Regions from separate parts of the Mus musculus genome. Here all the other regions are linked to region 2. Evidence: chromatin contacts called from public ChIA-PET and promoter capture Hi-C data. All regions are on one chromosome and are shown on one strand. Each heading gives the region's core, a stretch centred on a gene start, on an enhancer-like site or on the middle of the called end of the contact. The rest is flanking DNA. Distances are from core to core; before and after follow the strand shown. Region 1 overlaps Armc2 (armadillo repeat containing 2). Region 2 holds the start of Afg1l (AFG1 like ATPase). Region 3 holds the start of Scml4 (Scm polycomb group protein like 4). Region 4 holds the start of 1700016J18Rik (a long non-coding RNA gene).

Region 1 (3,164 bases), core at 466-2,965, 510 kb before region 2:
AAAGAGAATATCGACTACTTACTCATAAGGTTGAATTTTCAGATATGTCAGACGCAAGCAGTGCGAGGAAAAGCTCCCTGGGTATCCCGAGACATCTCCAGATCCCCCGGTGCTGTTTTCCACGTACCCCTCCCATCTACTTGCCCATTCTCATCTCTTTGATTCATCTCCTGGGCTAACTTATTTACTAACCGGTCACTTAGCTTGACCAGGACACAGCCTTTCAAAACCTCTCCCTTGGCTCCCTTTTCCGAGTGCTCTCCCCTCCCCCTGGGCTCTGTCCAGTTTCACTGGGGCAGGTCATTTGCATTTCTGCCTCCGTTTCTTTAAAAAAAAAAAAAGTTGCATGATTCCAAAAGGAACTAATGCTACCTTGTACTGCTATTTAATTTTCACATGTGAATAAGTGTGTTGTGAGATGAATGGATCAATGTTCTATATGACTAGGGATCCTGACTGACACATCTGTATGGTAGAGCAAGAAAACTATATAGGTCTTAGTCAGGGTTTCTATTCCTGCACAAACATCATGACCAAGAAGCAAGTTGGGGAGGAAAGGGTTTATTCGGCTTACACTTCCATACTGCTGTTCATCACCAAGGAAGTCAGGACTGGAACTCAAGCGGGTCAGGAAGCAGAAGCTGATGCAGAGGCCATGGAGGGATGTTCTTTACTGGCTTGCTTCCCCTGGCTTGCTCAGCCTGCTCTCTTATAGAACCAAGACTACCAGCCCAGAGATGGTCCCCCCACAAGGGGCCTTTCCCCCTTGATCACTAATTGAGAAAATGCCTTACAGTTGGATCTCATGGAGGCATTTCCTCAACTGAAGCTCCTTTCTCTGTGATAACTCCAGCTGTGTCAAGTTGACACAAAACTAGCCAGTACAGTAATCTACAACATAACTTCAAGCAAGCTCATCTATTGATTTAAAAAAAGTTTCTTTCTTCCTTCCTTCCTTTCTTTCTTTCTCTCTCTTTCTTTCTCTTTCTCCCTTCCTTTCTTCCTTCCTTCCTTTCTTTCTTTCTTTCCTTTTCTTCTTCTTTCTTCTTCTCTCCTCCTCCTCCTCCTCCTCCTTCTCCTTCCTTCTCCTTCTCCTCCTTTCTTCTTCTCCTTCTTCTCCTTTCCTTCTCCTTCTCCTTCTCCTTCTCCTCCTCCTCCTCCTCCTCCTCCTCCTCCTCCTCCTCCTCCTCCTCCTCCTCCTCCTCCTCCTTCTTCTTCTGGTGCAGGGTTTCTCTGTGTAGCACTGGCTGTCCTGGAATTCACTCTGTAGACCAGGCTGGCCTTGAACACATAGAGACCCCTCTTGCTTCTGCCTCTCACGTGCTGGGATTAAGCCACTACCTCCTGGCTATGTTCCTTTCAAAATGACTGTCAACCAGGGGGAGAGACAGTACAAGCCACCATTACCAAAGAGGAGACTTTTAAACAAATGCTGCTTAGGAAAGAGGGAGGCTAGAATATTTTGTTTACAGTTGTGATCCTGAAGAAAGTGATTTTTGAGAGTGGCTTAACAGTTGGTACACAGGAAAGAAAGCCCTCTCTCAGAGGGCAGCACAAGGGGGAGAAAGGAATTCAAGGTATAGCGTGTTCTCTTTGGAAGGGTTACCTCTGACGGACCTCATCACAAAATGTAGACGTTGTAGGCCAATCTGTAAATACCATAATGGGAGCTTAGCTGCGGACATGCAGGAAGTGTGCGCCAGCAAAAAGGAAGTGACTCGGGCCATTTTTAGCTCTTTTCAACAATAACATCTAAGAAAAAAAAAGTTGAAACCTCAACAACTAAATACACGCCAAAGCCTCTCGGTTATGCACTTAAGTAAATGAACAGTTGGGAAGTGATGGAGACCCCAACCCGAGGAGAGCCGGAGCTCTACGGGGTGCATTGCTTTGGGGTGTTGCTCTATTCTTCTCTGACTGGCCTTCACGCCTGCAGGCTTTGGGCTGTTCTCAGCTGCTGGGCTCAAGTTTACAAAGGAAGAGGCAAGGAAGGTTCAAGGATCAAAGCTTCAGCTCTGGCTCCAGGAAGCCCTCTGATACTCTGTATCAGTCAGCTGGCTATTCCAGTTATAAATGCCACCAGGTGGAGCACTGCACTCTGGAAGCCGAGGCAGAAGGATGGCAAGTTTAAGGTCAGCCTGGGCTACATCTGGAGACTCAAGAAGTCAAAGCAAAACAAAACAGAAAGGCACATGGCCACAGAAGACATTATAAGAGCTGAAACTAGTTAAGAGTTTCAAGAGTGATCTAGCGGAGCAAAGTCACCAAGTAACTTCCAAGTCACCCCTTAACCACACAGGGAAATGCAGCCAAGCGCCTGGCAGGCACCACCTGACCCAAATGGCCCAAAATCACGCTTCCAGTAAGGGATAGGTCAGCAGTGGGCCTACTGCCAGGGGGCCTGAGAAAGATGCAGCGTGAGTGTGGAGATAGTCCTGCCTCAAAGGCCCAATTTGGGTCTCAGTAGGAGAAAACACTTGGAAAACCTGATGTGTGGATGTTCTGTACGGTAAATGGCCTGTTTCCCCACTTCTAACAGGATCATGAAAGGGTTGTGACAGATGATTGAAACTTGTGGCCCAGAAGTTTCTAGAAAGGAAATCATAGGGACAATAAGCCAAATGCAGGCAAGATTTGTACGGCCTGGTATGGTAATTCCCAGATACGGAAGTGAACACCCTTGCTTCTAAAACTAACAAAATCAGGGACTGAAGTAGTTAAAGAGTAATAGATTTGGGTTTTTCCGTTTGTTTTTATTTTGTTTCATTTTGAGACAGAATCTCATTGTGTAGTAGAGGCTGGCCCTGAATATGTTAACAATGTGTTCTCAAAAAGTTCTAGAAAGAAAGAAAAAAAAGCAATGTGCAAGTGGGCAGAGAAAGAGGAACACGGAGTGGGGGACAACAAGGCAATGTGGTAGAGCCTAAGTGCTGGGCATCTGAAAACTATTAACTACTGTAACTATTGTAATCAATCTATTAACTACTGAACAGGCCTAAAGAACCACAAGGTATCGAGGGAACTATTTGTCTAGGAACAAAGATTCGATATTTCTTTGACACAGGCTCTTACTGTGGAACTTAGACTGGCCTTGAACTCACAGCTGCCCAAGTGGGAGGGTTTACAGCTCACTGTTTAATGATCCATCTGAGAAGGGAGACTCA
Region 2 (3,599 bases), core at 1,044-3,543:
TTTCAAACCAAACCAACCAACCAACCAAACAAACAAACAAAAAAAGTGTGTATCTACATGCTACATGTGTCTGCATGTGAGTGTGTACATTGTTTTAAGAAAAAAGAAAAGGGCTCATCACATATTAGCTATCAAACTTGAGTACTGTAATCCTGCCTCCCTCCGAGGGCTGGGCCCAACTCATTCATATAACTCCTTACATTTAGTTTAAGACTTCATATGAATTAACAATGTTGTCACGTTTCTACCTACACACCACTGGCTAATATGATTTCTTGGTTGTTGTTAGACCTGAACTCACTATGTAGCACAAGCCAGTCTCAAATCTGCTGTGATAGTCTAGCCTCAGGATCAGCACCTGAGCCCTGGAACAGAGGGCCCCTTTGCTGTCTGAGAAAAGGCTTTCCCTTAACTATTAAGAGGGTTAAAACTGGCCTGGTGGTGGCACACGCCTTTAATCTCAGCACTCGGGAGGCAGAGGCAGGAGGATTTCTGAGTTCGAGGCCAGCCTGGTCTACAAAGTGAGTTCCAGGACAGCCAGGGCTATACAGAGAAACCCTGTCTCAAAAAACTAAAAAAAAAGAAAAGAAAAAAAAGAACTGAACCTATAGCTCTGTGGCAGAAGGGTGGCCTAGTGCACAGGAGACCTTGGGTTCAAAGCACAGTACTGCTGAAAATCAAGCCAAATCCTGCCCTTCCTGTCCTCATGGTCTCTCCCAAGGCTTCCTTCCTGCCTTTGTTTAAGCCAGCTTTGTAAATGAAACTTCAAACAAGAGGGGAAAAAGAAATAACCCTCCTGGGGTTATTTCTTGATGGCGGGTGTGGGGGGGGGGAGTAAAGAAAGGGGCAGAAACTGTAATCCAGACTCAATTAATGAGATTTATACTTCAGCATTTCTCTTGTTTATAAAATAGAAAGGAATATTTTTTACTTTACTTATTTTGTGTGTGTGTGTGTGTGTGTGTGTGTGCGCGTGCGCGCGCGCAAGAGAGGACAAGTGGTGGGTGTTGGTACTTCCCCTCTGCCATATGGGTCCTAGGGATTGAACTCAGGCTTGATAGCAAGGCCCTTTGCTAAGTGGGCCATGTAAAGCTCACAGTCTGGTATTTATTTCAATGACTGAGGGGGGAAAAAAACCTATCTTGAGACGATGAGAATCGGCATTTGCATATATATACTCTGTTAAATTATATCCGATTTTGAAGGTATATAAAGAAGCTCTTGGAGATGAGGAAAGGTGACTGAGGAAGACCATGAGAATAACGTCGTTCATTTGAAAATATCTGCTCATCAGACACCAATCACCATCCTACGTGCCAAGGAAATAAGGACACAGGGTTTGCTGTCTTTTGAGAAACCAGTCCAGTGAAGAGAGGTAAAATTAGCACTTCTGGGAAAGAGCAGCAGGAGGTTCTCAAGTTCGTGGCCAGCCTGTACCACACAGTGAGACCACGTGATTGTAATTTGGCTAACCACTCATTCACAGACACATGACAGTAGAACGAAAGAATCGAAGGTCAGGGGCAAAACAGATAAATGACAGACAAACAGACAAAGTGATGCCCTAGGAATTTAAGACTGCATCGAGAAAATGGGCGGGGAGGGGGCATAGGGTCCCTGACTGACATGACCATTAAGTCCATCACCAGCCTTAAGAGCCCAGATGGGTTGGGGTGAAAGGCTCCCCACACACCAACCCCATCTTGCTTACCCCCATCCCTCCAAGCCGGGCTCTTGCACACCTGCCCTCTCCAGGCCTGGGTTACCTGGGGAAGAACTGGGTTGGCCTCTGACCCTCAAATGGAAGTTACTCTGGGCAGCTGCCTGAGGCGCTCAGCGCTCTTTGGGGCAACGAGATGCAAAAGGTCAATAGACACGAACTCGTCTCTAGGATCCTTACAACTTGTGAAGCCACGGGTGCAGCTGGGAGGGATCAGACAGTGGGGTGACCCCAGGGCCTTGCGCGGCCCGCTCGTGACACGGTCACTGACCTTTCCACAGGGGTTTCCCAGGGCCAGGGGCCGGAGGAGGGATTGCGACGACCCGCGCCCCGCACCCAACACCTCTCCCAGTCAGCCGGCTGCGCGCGGCGGAGCGCAGAGTAACCAAGGGCGACCAGGAGGCCGCCATCTTGAGCTCCGTACAGGGAGGAAAACTTTATTGTAACCCAGAAGACGCGACGGAGCAGCCGGGTGCTGTGGCGCTCCAGGAGGCCACGCCTGAAAATGAGAGAGCGTTAAAGAGAGATGACCTCAAGCTTAGAAAGGCTGCAACGCCTGCCCTTCACGCCTTCCGGTGGGCCTTGGGACTACAAGTCCCGAGAGGCCTCGCGCCTTGAGGGGGCGTGTCCTGACAGTCGCGGGTGCGCCCCACCCCGCTGAGAGGCGGCTAGAACCAACTCTCCACCCCGCCCCCACTGAAACCCTAGTTCTCCAGGCCTGAGAAACCAATTGTAGCTTGTAGTAATAATCGTGAACCTTCTAAGACCGCATAATATGAAGGTGACCAAGAGGTATATATTATACCTCGTCCAATCTGCTATAATATAGCCTCAATTTACTTTTCTTTCGGTGTCCAACGTGTCTCTGAAGGGTACCTGAAATGTGTTTCTGCCACTTTCTGTTTGAGCTGTTGAGTAATAGAAATTATCTTCTATATAGCACATGTTTTCATGCTTTGAAGAAGCTTATAAGTGGGACAGGAAAGCCAAAGGGCCCAGACTGACAGCTGGTGGATGTGGCAGTCATGGGATGGTGTGACCACTTGAATTTGCGACTGCCCTCATTTGAGGCTGGCGACCCTTTGGCTAGATGAACGCTGCAGCTAAAGACAATAGTGGGATCAAGGAGAGAGCACTGTTGTGGAGGAGTACGGAGATTATATTTTTGTCTAGGTGTGTGTGTCCTATATTGAAAGCGATTCTTCTGGAGGCCAGAAGTGGGCATTGATCCCCCCAGAGCTGGCTGAGATTAAAGGCAGCTGTGGGCCACTCAACGTGGGTGCTACGAACCAAACCCTTGTCGGCTGCATAAGTTACACATTATTTAAACAGTTGAGCCACTTCTCTAGTCCATACAAGATTAACTTTTAACAAAAGACAAAGACCTTCCCAGGGGTTGTCGGGTGGTGTTCAGCTGATAGAGTGTTTGCCTAGTTAGCAGGAAGCCCAAGATTCACCAGTCTGGGAAGAAAAAGCACAAACAGCAATCCTAGCATTTGGGAAATGTAGACAGCAGGGTTAGAAGTCCAACTACATAGTTACATCCTTAAAAATAAATAAAACAACAACAACAACAACAAAAAAGTAAACCCTTCAACCGTGGATCATATCTAAAAGACCTGAACATTTAGCTGGGAATTATGGAAAACAAGAAAGTCTAGCATTCCTAGGAAGGAGGAAACAAAGTTTCAATTGTGTGACCAAAAAAGAGAACACTAAGAAGAATTCCAGGAAACCAAATTGTGGTCACCAGAAGAGGAATTCTGAAGAAACAGGAAATGGAAGGTGTAGTATGGCAGAGTAACTTCAAGCCTTTTCTCTGCTAATATGTCAAAGTATGTACCCACCCCGATGGGACTGAAGATAGTCTAAAGAGACA
Region 3 (3,628 bases), core at 19-2,518, 380 kb after region 2:
CCAAACTGTCTGTATCTTTCATAAAATAGAAATTTATTGAGAGCTTCTATGGGCCAATCTTGTTTCACTAATCAGCCTTTGATTCCCTTGGATGTCAAAGGGGACACATACTACACTGTTGGTACAAATTTTTGACTCTTTATGGCACTTGGTAGGAATGGAGACTGCCATCCAAGCTGGGCCAGGCCCCGGCCAGCCTGGGAACCACCTTGGGGCAGAGGAGTCAGGGCTGTGGCAGGCAGCGGACCTAGGCAGAAAGGACACATGCCACCCAGGGAATTCCTTCTTTCTTAGTAAGGATAATGCTTTGACTTAAAAAAAACATCAATTTCCTGTATCTATTTAATTTGAGGGGACAAATTTACTTCACACTACATATGCATTCAAATTGTAGGTCCTTTTTAATTTTTCATACTCAGTAACTGGCTAAGCTGTGACCCAGACCTTCCAAATTAGTTTAATGTCAGTCCTGGCTACAAGCATGCTCCCTGTCCCTAAAAGCAAACCCGGTAGACAGCCTGTATTTGTAAACCAGGTATCTTATAAGACACACTTGAGACACATCCCATTTCCCCAGATGAGTCAAGTCAGCAGCAGAAAACCTCGACTCACTTTATAAAAAGAAGGGAGGAGAAAAGGCACCTTCTCTGGTGTAAACTGGTTTAGTGGACAGGCAGTGGGTATGGAGGAGAGACAGCAGCCCTTTCCCAGGCAGGTCCCAAGAGTGTTTGGGCATGGAGAAACACTTCCAGATGTGCACACACAGATGTGGATTAAACGTAGGATAGGCAGCTTTAGAGCTAACAGGTACAGCCACAGTGTGTCATCAGTACAGGTCCACACCTCTGACAACACACAGGCTTTCTGTTGGTATACCATTGTTCTTTCTTTCTTCTTCTTTTCCCCCCAAAGCCAAACATTAGCCTTGTCAGATCGTAACAGTCTTATAAGCCTGGTGTGGCCCTCACTGCTGCAAGACTGGGACAAAGAGATGATGTTACAGTCTGGTTTCTATGGCAACGGAGGAGGGGTAATGAAAACTGAAATGCAGGAAACACCCATTCTGACTATTGTGACATAATTCAGTTTCTTACAAGGAAGTAACTATCTAAGAAGCAGAAGTATCATTACCTGGCGGCTGCTGTTCACAAAAAGCTGTGCTGTGTATTTCTCTTAGCTGGTCTGTCTGTACAGAGGAAAGAAATAACACACACACACACACACACACACACACACACACACACACACACACACACACACAGAGTCCTCGCTTTCTGCATGTAAAATGTGTGTGTGTTCTTTAGAAGCCAGCGGTTGGCTGGTTTTCCGGACATGATGTGGTTGAAGCTGTCATCGTAATGGAAATTCACTGCTGTAGCTATGGTAAATCGAGTGTTCTGCCTGTACTGAATGCATTAGTCTAATGAGATGTTTGCAGCGGCGGCGAGCTGGGCTGCTGGCGACTAGCTGTGAGGCAGGCGTAGCACACGGGTGGAAGATAGCTTGTGCCATACTCGCAGTGTGTGTGCAGGAAGTCACCTGTCTTCTAAGCCACCACTCCAGACCTCAGCAAGCAACACCCTGGTCAGGGCTCTGTGACCAAGCTGTAGGTAAGGGAGACGCATGCTGGCGGGTGTGCTGTGGTACATTGTATGGCTCCTTCTCTTTGGGCTGGCGGCACAACAGGTTACCTGCTTTAGTTTATTTGGGAGGGTTTGCATGCCTGCCTCTCTGGCAATGCACGAGTGTCTGGTGCTAAAACTACTGAGCCCGGTGGGTAAACTTCGGATCCTAACATGCAAAATATAATGTTTGATTTTTTTTAACTATATATCAAAGGGAGATTTAAAGTAAAAACACAGTTTATAACCATTTTTGACATGTATACACTTAACCTCTCTTTAAGTCTATATGTAAATATGTGCAAATTTTTTATTATTTCAAACATGAATATGGTTTTTTTCCTAATAATAATTTTGTCTTATTTTGTATTATTAATTTAAAATTTGTAGTATGGATTAGGTTACAAATATTTACCTAAAATTGATTATTAAAATTGGCTGTGATATAAGCACTCATCAAAGCATTTGTTTTCAAATTGAATTTTATTTACTTGTGTTGAATGCTGCAGATGGGATATTTCATGTGTTTTTGTTGGTTGCTGATGTACCAGTCATAGATAAGGAGAGTATTAATTGTTTGCAAGTTCCTGCTATTAGTTTTTTTAGGAGGAAATAACTAACAGGTTAGTATGGAATGTTTGGAGTTTCCCCAAGTTCAAAGACAAAGTCACCTCCTCCCCTCACACAGTCCTATGTGACCCCAAATAGCTTCCACTCATTCTGCCTGCAGCCCCGGGTGTCGTCTACAGGTTGCTCTGCGGATGGACAGGACCAGTGGGTATGGCTGCTGAGTTAGCAGTTTTCACTCATCATTGATGCGCTTGAGTCTAAGTTCTTGCCGTTATTTTCGACAATAAGCCAGAGGTGGCGGCTTGCTGTGTTGTCTTTCTAGGGTCATGACATTTCTCAAGAGGGCTAGGACCATCAGCAGCTCTCTGAGAAATGGGGCTTTGTAGCTGGGATGCTTGAAAAGTGATCCAGATGTGGTTGTTGTGTGTTCCATGTTTTTAATTCCTTTCTCAACTAAGGAACATTTTTTTTTGAAGGGTAAGAGACATAGATGTCTTTCCCTCCTCAAGACTTTTTTCTCATTAAGAACAAAACAAAACGGAATGTCTGGAGAACATGTAGAAGTATGGAGATGGCTGTAGAGGAGAAGGTGCCTGATTTAGACAGTATTTTATGGAACATTTTGTGTGCTTGTTGCTTGGTAGAAGTGGCTCAGTCGATCTGAGTAACAGCTACTGGGTGGCAATTACCTAGAAAACTAGCACTGCGTAGCATCAAAATGCAGCTAAAATGTAAACATTGATGCCCCGTGCAGAGAAGCCGCTTGGTAGCTTTACAGTCTACCTTTAAAATATAGCTGTCAACTACTATTAAAACATGAATGTGTTTCTCTCACTCTTAACATTGTGACTGTGTGTGTGTGTAGAAACCTTCTCCAAATCTGCCTGTCTGATTTGTGTCATAAGAGGAAACACAGATCCAACAAAATCCCAAATCTTAGTTGTTTTACCACATTTAAATGTCTTACCCGTGTCACCAAAATTACTTTTATTTCCTTAAAAGCTATATATGAGCAATAACGAGACAGGAAGAACGAGCGGGCAAGCTCGGCTTTCATCTGCACAGTTCTTCTGCGGCTGCTGTTCTCTGCTAGAGCAACAGTAGTTTCACTTTCTGCTTCTCTTCTCGTTGTGGGGCTGAAGGTTGGAGGTCATAGGCGATCTAGGAAACAAGCCAAACTCAAAGGTTGTCACCTCAGCTCCTCCGCTTTGATCTTGCCAACTGAAAAAAACCCAAGGACTTTTAATATATTCAATACTGCTTGCGTGTGATAAAAATTTGAACAATACCCTGAAGGACAAAGACAGAAGTTTTAATATTTTTTTGACTAGATGGTTGGAAAATCATGACCAGATTGCCTTAAACCTTTCATAACATAGTAGTTTTTATTTGTTTCTTTTAATCTTAATGTTACATCTCGAATGCTTAACTGCAAT
Region 4 (3,185 bases), core at 520-3,019, 460 kb before region 2:
TGACATCAAGGGTGACGGGCACCAAGAACAGAGGGGACAGTCAGAGACAACACAGAATGGACAGATCCACAGGGGTCAGAGGGAGGCCAGGAGCCCTTTCAGAAGAAACCAGAAGAGTTGTGAACTCTGGAAAGAAGAGGGAGGCTAAGTTGTCGCTTGCATCTCACTGTTTGGTCTGTGGTATCAGATGCGACCACTACAGGATGAACATCATCTGCAGGACGATGGGGAACACCCAAACGGGTTTGTTGTTGCTGTTTTAATGTGTATGGGTGTTTTGCCTGTGGATATGTCAATGCACCACAAGCATGCAGTGCCTGCCAAGGCCAGAAGACAATACTGCATTCGCTGGGACTGGACTTGTGAGCCACTGTGTAGGTTCTGGGAATCAAACCCTGGTCCTCTAGAAGAGCAGCCAGTGGTCCTAACCACTGAGTCATCTCTCCAGACCCACGTGTTATTTGCATGTGTTACTTTCTTCTTCTGGCCTCAGAGGGCATTACAGGCACACTGTACACACACATACACACAGGCAAACATTCATACACATAAAACAAGAATAAATATATCTTTAAAAACCCCTATCTCTACTGTTTGCTACCAACAGCCACCAGAGCCACCTCCTTCATGTTAAAGACAACATTGCCCATCAACATTGCCGACATAGGGTTTGCTGGTGCACCCTCTTTCCCCAGCAAATCAAACACTCAGGGCTCTTTCCATGACTGAATTACTTTGGCATTAAATGAGCATCCAAACAGGTGCAAGAAAAGTGCTTAGATGTCAGAGCAAGTGTTAAGTCCCCCGAGGATCTGCAGCTCTGTGACCTTGAAGGGCATTAGACATCTCTATACCCGAGTTCTCTTCTGTTAAAAAAGCATGGATAATGACCAACTCTCAGGGCAGCTTTCAGCATTGCATGAAATGTCCAAATGCTTTAGCACGATGCTAGCTAGCTCTTACAATACTAAGAAGTACTGTCCAAGTGCTGGCTGGTCAAGAAAGATCTTCCTAGAATGAAAATACTCACCAACAAGAGAAGTCACAAAAGAGACTATCTGTCCAATGTTTTCATGCATATCATAAATTTAAATTTTCAACTAGAGAATACCATCCTTGATTTAAAAACAAAATAAAAACAAACAAACAAAAAAACCCAGCGTTTTTATCTGAATGTCAGTTATCCCAAATCTATGCAAACTGCTAGTCAAAACCTTAGGGATTTACAAAAATGGGATACATATAGTGTGACTTATTTTCTACCAAACGAAAAGAATATGATGTCGGGATGGAAGAACCTGCGGTAATACTTGTGGCATGGGTTGTAAGGGGCATTCTGTATACATACGGTGTAATTAATATTGTTCCACATACACTTTATTGAGGAGTCATTTGTTACCTAGGAAAATCCTAGTTTGTTCTTGTGGCCTGCCTCCACAGAGTCCCTTAGTCTATCACTCTCTCATTCAACCAGTGTTACTGGTTACTCCTGTTAAATACCAGGCAACTGACTAAATGCTCACAGTTACAGAAGCTGACTCCTGTGCAGACCCCGAGAGTATGCAGCAGCACCCCTCGACCCTATCTGGGAACAGAAGAGAGACTGCAGGAGGGGTCCCTGGTGAACCTGCAGGGGACTCCTCACCTCCCGCACGCACAGCTGCTCTCCCACTCCCGGAAAAGCCCGCTCCTTCACCGGTCCAGGTTAGGGCCGAGCGCCTCAGCATCCTCACCTCGCCCTCCCGCCCTCCCGCGCACCGCCTTTGCCCTGCTGGCTAGCATCTCCATGGTAACCGTACACAAACCACCTTTCGCTGCAGGCCGAGCGGTCAGCCTACAGATCCAGGACGCCGCAGAGCGAAGCGGGATGCGCTGGAGTAGGTGCTGGTTGGGGAATCCGGGCTCGACTCAAAACACCTGTGACAAGCGCTAGACACTTAGACCCCGGCGGAGTGTGACGGCCTTCCCGCTCTCGCAGGGCAGCAGGGACCAGGAGGAGGGGCGGGGCGGGGCGGGGCGGGGCGGGGCGGCCCTGCTCCACTCTCCGCCACTGAGCCTGCGCCAATCCCTCTAGCCACGCACGCGTAGCAGCGTCGAGGCGTGGCGAGGGCCCGTGCGGGAGCGCGGGCAGGAGCATACCCACAGGGGAAAGGCAAGAATGGGTGGAGGGGAGTCTTCTTTTACATTAGCAATATGTTCAACCATGTTTGTTTCTCCCCGTAGGATCTCCAAGACTGTTAAACAACTGGCAGAGGAACAATGTAGTGTTTTGGGAAAGAGTCGGTTATTGATTATAGACGTCAACGTCCACCTGGAACGGTTCCTTAGCATCTCATCTCTTATGCTTCAGGCAGAGAGTGCTATCCCTGTGTGTGAATAGCTGAATCGTGGGCCGTAGCAAAATAAATGTGAAGAGCTGTGAATGTAGCAGTGAATGTTAACCTGTTGGATATCATTAACTCCTTGCATTTGGGCAGCACTCAACCGTTTGTAGAGCGAGCTCACAACAGAGCAACTAGGGACCCAAGGTGAGATCAGGAAGGAGCGATTTAAGTCTTGGGTTGCTATGGCTAGTCGCTGTGTGTTCTTACTGAATCACTACAACCCAACAGGGGAAGAAAAAAAAAAGAGTCCTGTGTATATGTTTCTAATTCAAACTCTGTTTGCGTCTACACTGGATCATTGGGTAACACTTGTGAAATACAAGCGAGGCATAAGCTCTAAATTTACACTACGGTATATAAACATAGGGATTATCAGCAAGTGTTGTCAACACTGGGAAAATGCCGTATTCCATGGTGCCAAGGGTCTTGTAAAGAATAACTAAATTGTATCTATTTTGCACAGTTAATACCTTTGATGAGAAATGACACCTGGAACACTGAGTAAAGGTTTTCCAAGTGCTTAACAAGATTTCCCACATCACAGACAAAGAAAACTCAATCATTGATGAAGTTTAGGATCCCAAACTAAATATTATTTTTCACTGGGAACAGGATCTATCCTATGAAGTCCCATTTGTGTGTCACCAGACTCAACTGTGCAAAAGGACATTGCCTGTTGTATAGAAAGCATAACTAGCATTTTGATCTCATAGTTTGTGAGATATGATAAAATACAAGTCCATTTGGGTCTCTTGGTGGCTGTTTATAAATACAGGTGTCTATCTGACCCTTCATGGAGAG

What was found. Promoter capture Hi-C pulls out the DNA fragments that hold promoters and counts their contacts. ChIA-PET counts read pairs in DNA pulled down with a chosen protein or histone mark. Capture Hi-C pulls out chosen DNA fragments and counts their contacts.
Region 1: a promoter capture Hi-C map of hematopoietic stem and progenitor cells shows a contact between it and region 2, with 2.3 times the contacts expected there. The contact joins the enhancer-like site here to the promoter of Afg1l in region 2. A contact is called at or near these places in 7 of 39 promoter capture datasets (the 3T3-L1 cell line, 3T3-L1-derived adipocytes, the C10 cell line and 4 more), 1 of 115 datasets of contacts at active chromatin or transcription factors (bone marrow-derived macrophages) and 3 of 9 other capture datasets (adipose tissue, liver and pancreatic islet).
Region 3: an RNA polymerase II ChIA-PET map of memory CD8 T cells shows a contact between it and region 2, with 36 read pairs. The contact joins the promoter of Scml4 here to the promoter of Afg1l in region 2. A contact is called at or near these places in 1 of 115 datasets of contacts at active chromatin or transcription factors (memory CD8 T cells) and 1 of 9 other capture datasets (adipose tissue).
Region 4: a promoter capture Hi-C map of adipose tissue shows a contact between it and region 2. The contact joins the promoter of 1700016J18Rik here to the promoter of Afg1l in region 2. A contact is called at or near these places in 2 of 39 promoter capture datasets (hematopoietic stem and progenitor cells and liver), 1 of 115 datasets of contacts at active chromatin or transcription factors (bone marrow-derived macrophages) and 2 of 9 other capture datasets (adipose tissue and liver).

The regions. Positions count from the first base shown.
Region 1 is chr10:41,971,211-41,974,374 of GRCm38.p6, forward strand. The region is part of intron 7 of Armc2 (armadillo repeat containing 2); the gene reads right to left. All of the region lies in intron 2 of Gm33058 (a long non-coding RNA gene), which reads left to right. Among named protein-coding and RNA genes, the nearest start is that of Gm33058, 14 kb to the left of the region's middle. Within about 2 kb of position 1,716, at least 45 of the 459 cell types and tissues checked have an H3K27ac peak or open chromatin away from gene starts, as enhancers often do. A contact at or near this core is called in the HPC-7 cell line, bone marrow-derived macrophages and hematopoietic stem and progenitor cells, where this site is marked.
Region 2 is chr10:42,476,272-42,479,870 of GRCm38.p6, forward strand. It overlaps Afg1l (AFG1 like ATPase), which reads right to left and starts at 2,294. Exons shown (of 13, transcript NM_145743.2): 1 at 1,992-2,294. The coding sequence starts at 2,130.
Region 3 is chr10:42,859,244-42,862,871 of GRCm38.p6, forward strand. It overlaps Scml4 (Scm polycomb group protein like 4), which reads left to right and starts at 1,269. Exons shown (of 9, transcript NM_172938.3): 1 at 1,269-1,610. It overlaps Gm34006 (a long non-coding RNA gene), which reads right to left. Exons shown (of 3, transcript XR_380280.4): 3 at 3,163-3,413.
Region 4 is chr10:42,016,385-42,019,569 of GRCm38.p6, forward strand. It overlaps 1700016J18Rik (a long non-coding RNA gene), which reads left to right and starts at 1,770. Exons shown (of 3, transcript XR_871596.3): 1 at 1,770-1,877; 2 at 2,224-2,528. It overlaps Armc2 (armadillo repeat containing 2), which reads right to left and starts at 1,998. Exons shown (of 18, transcript NM_001034858.3): 1 at 1,809-1,998.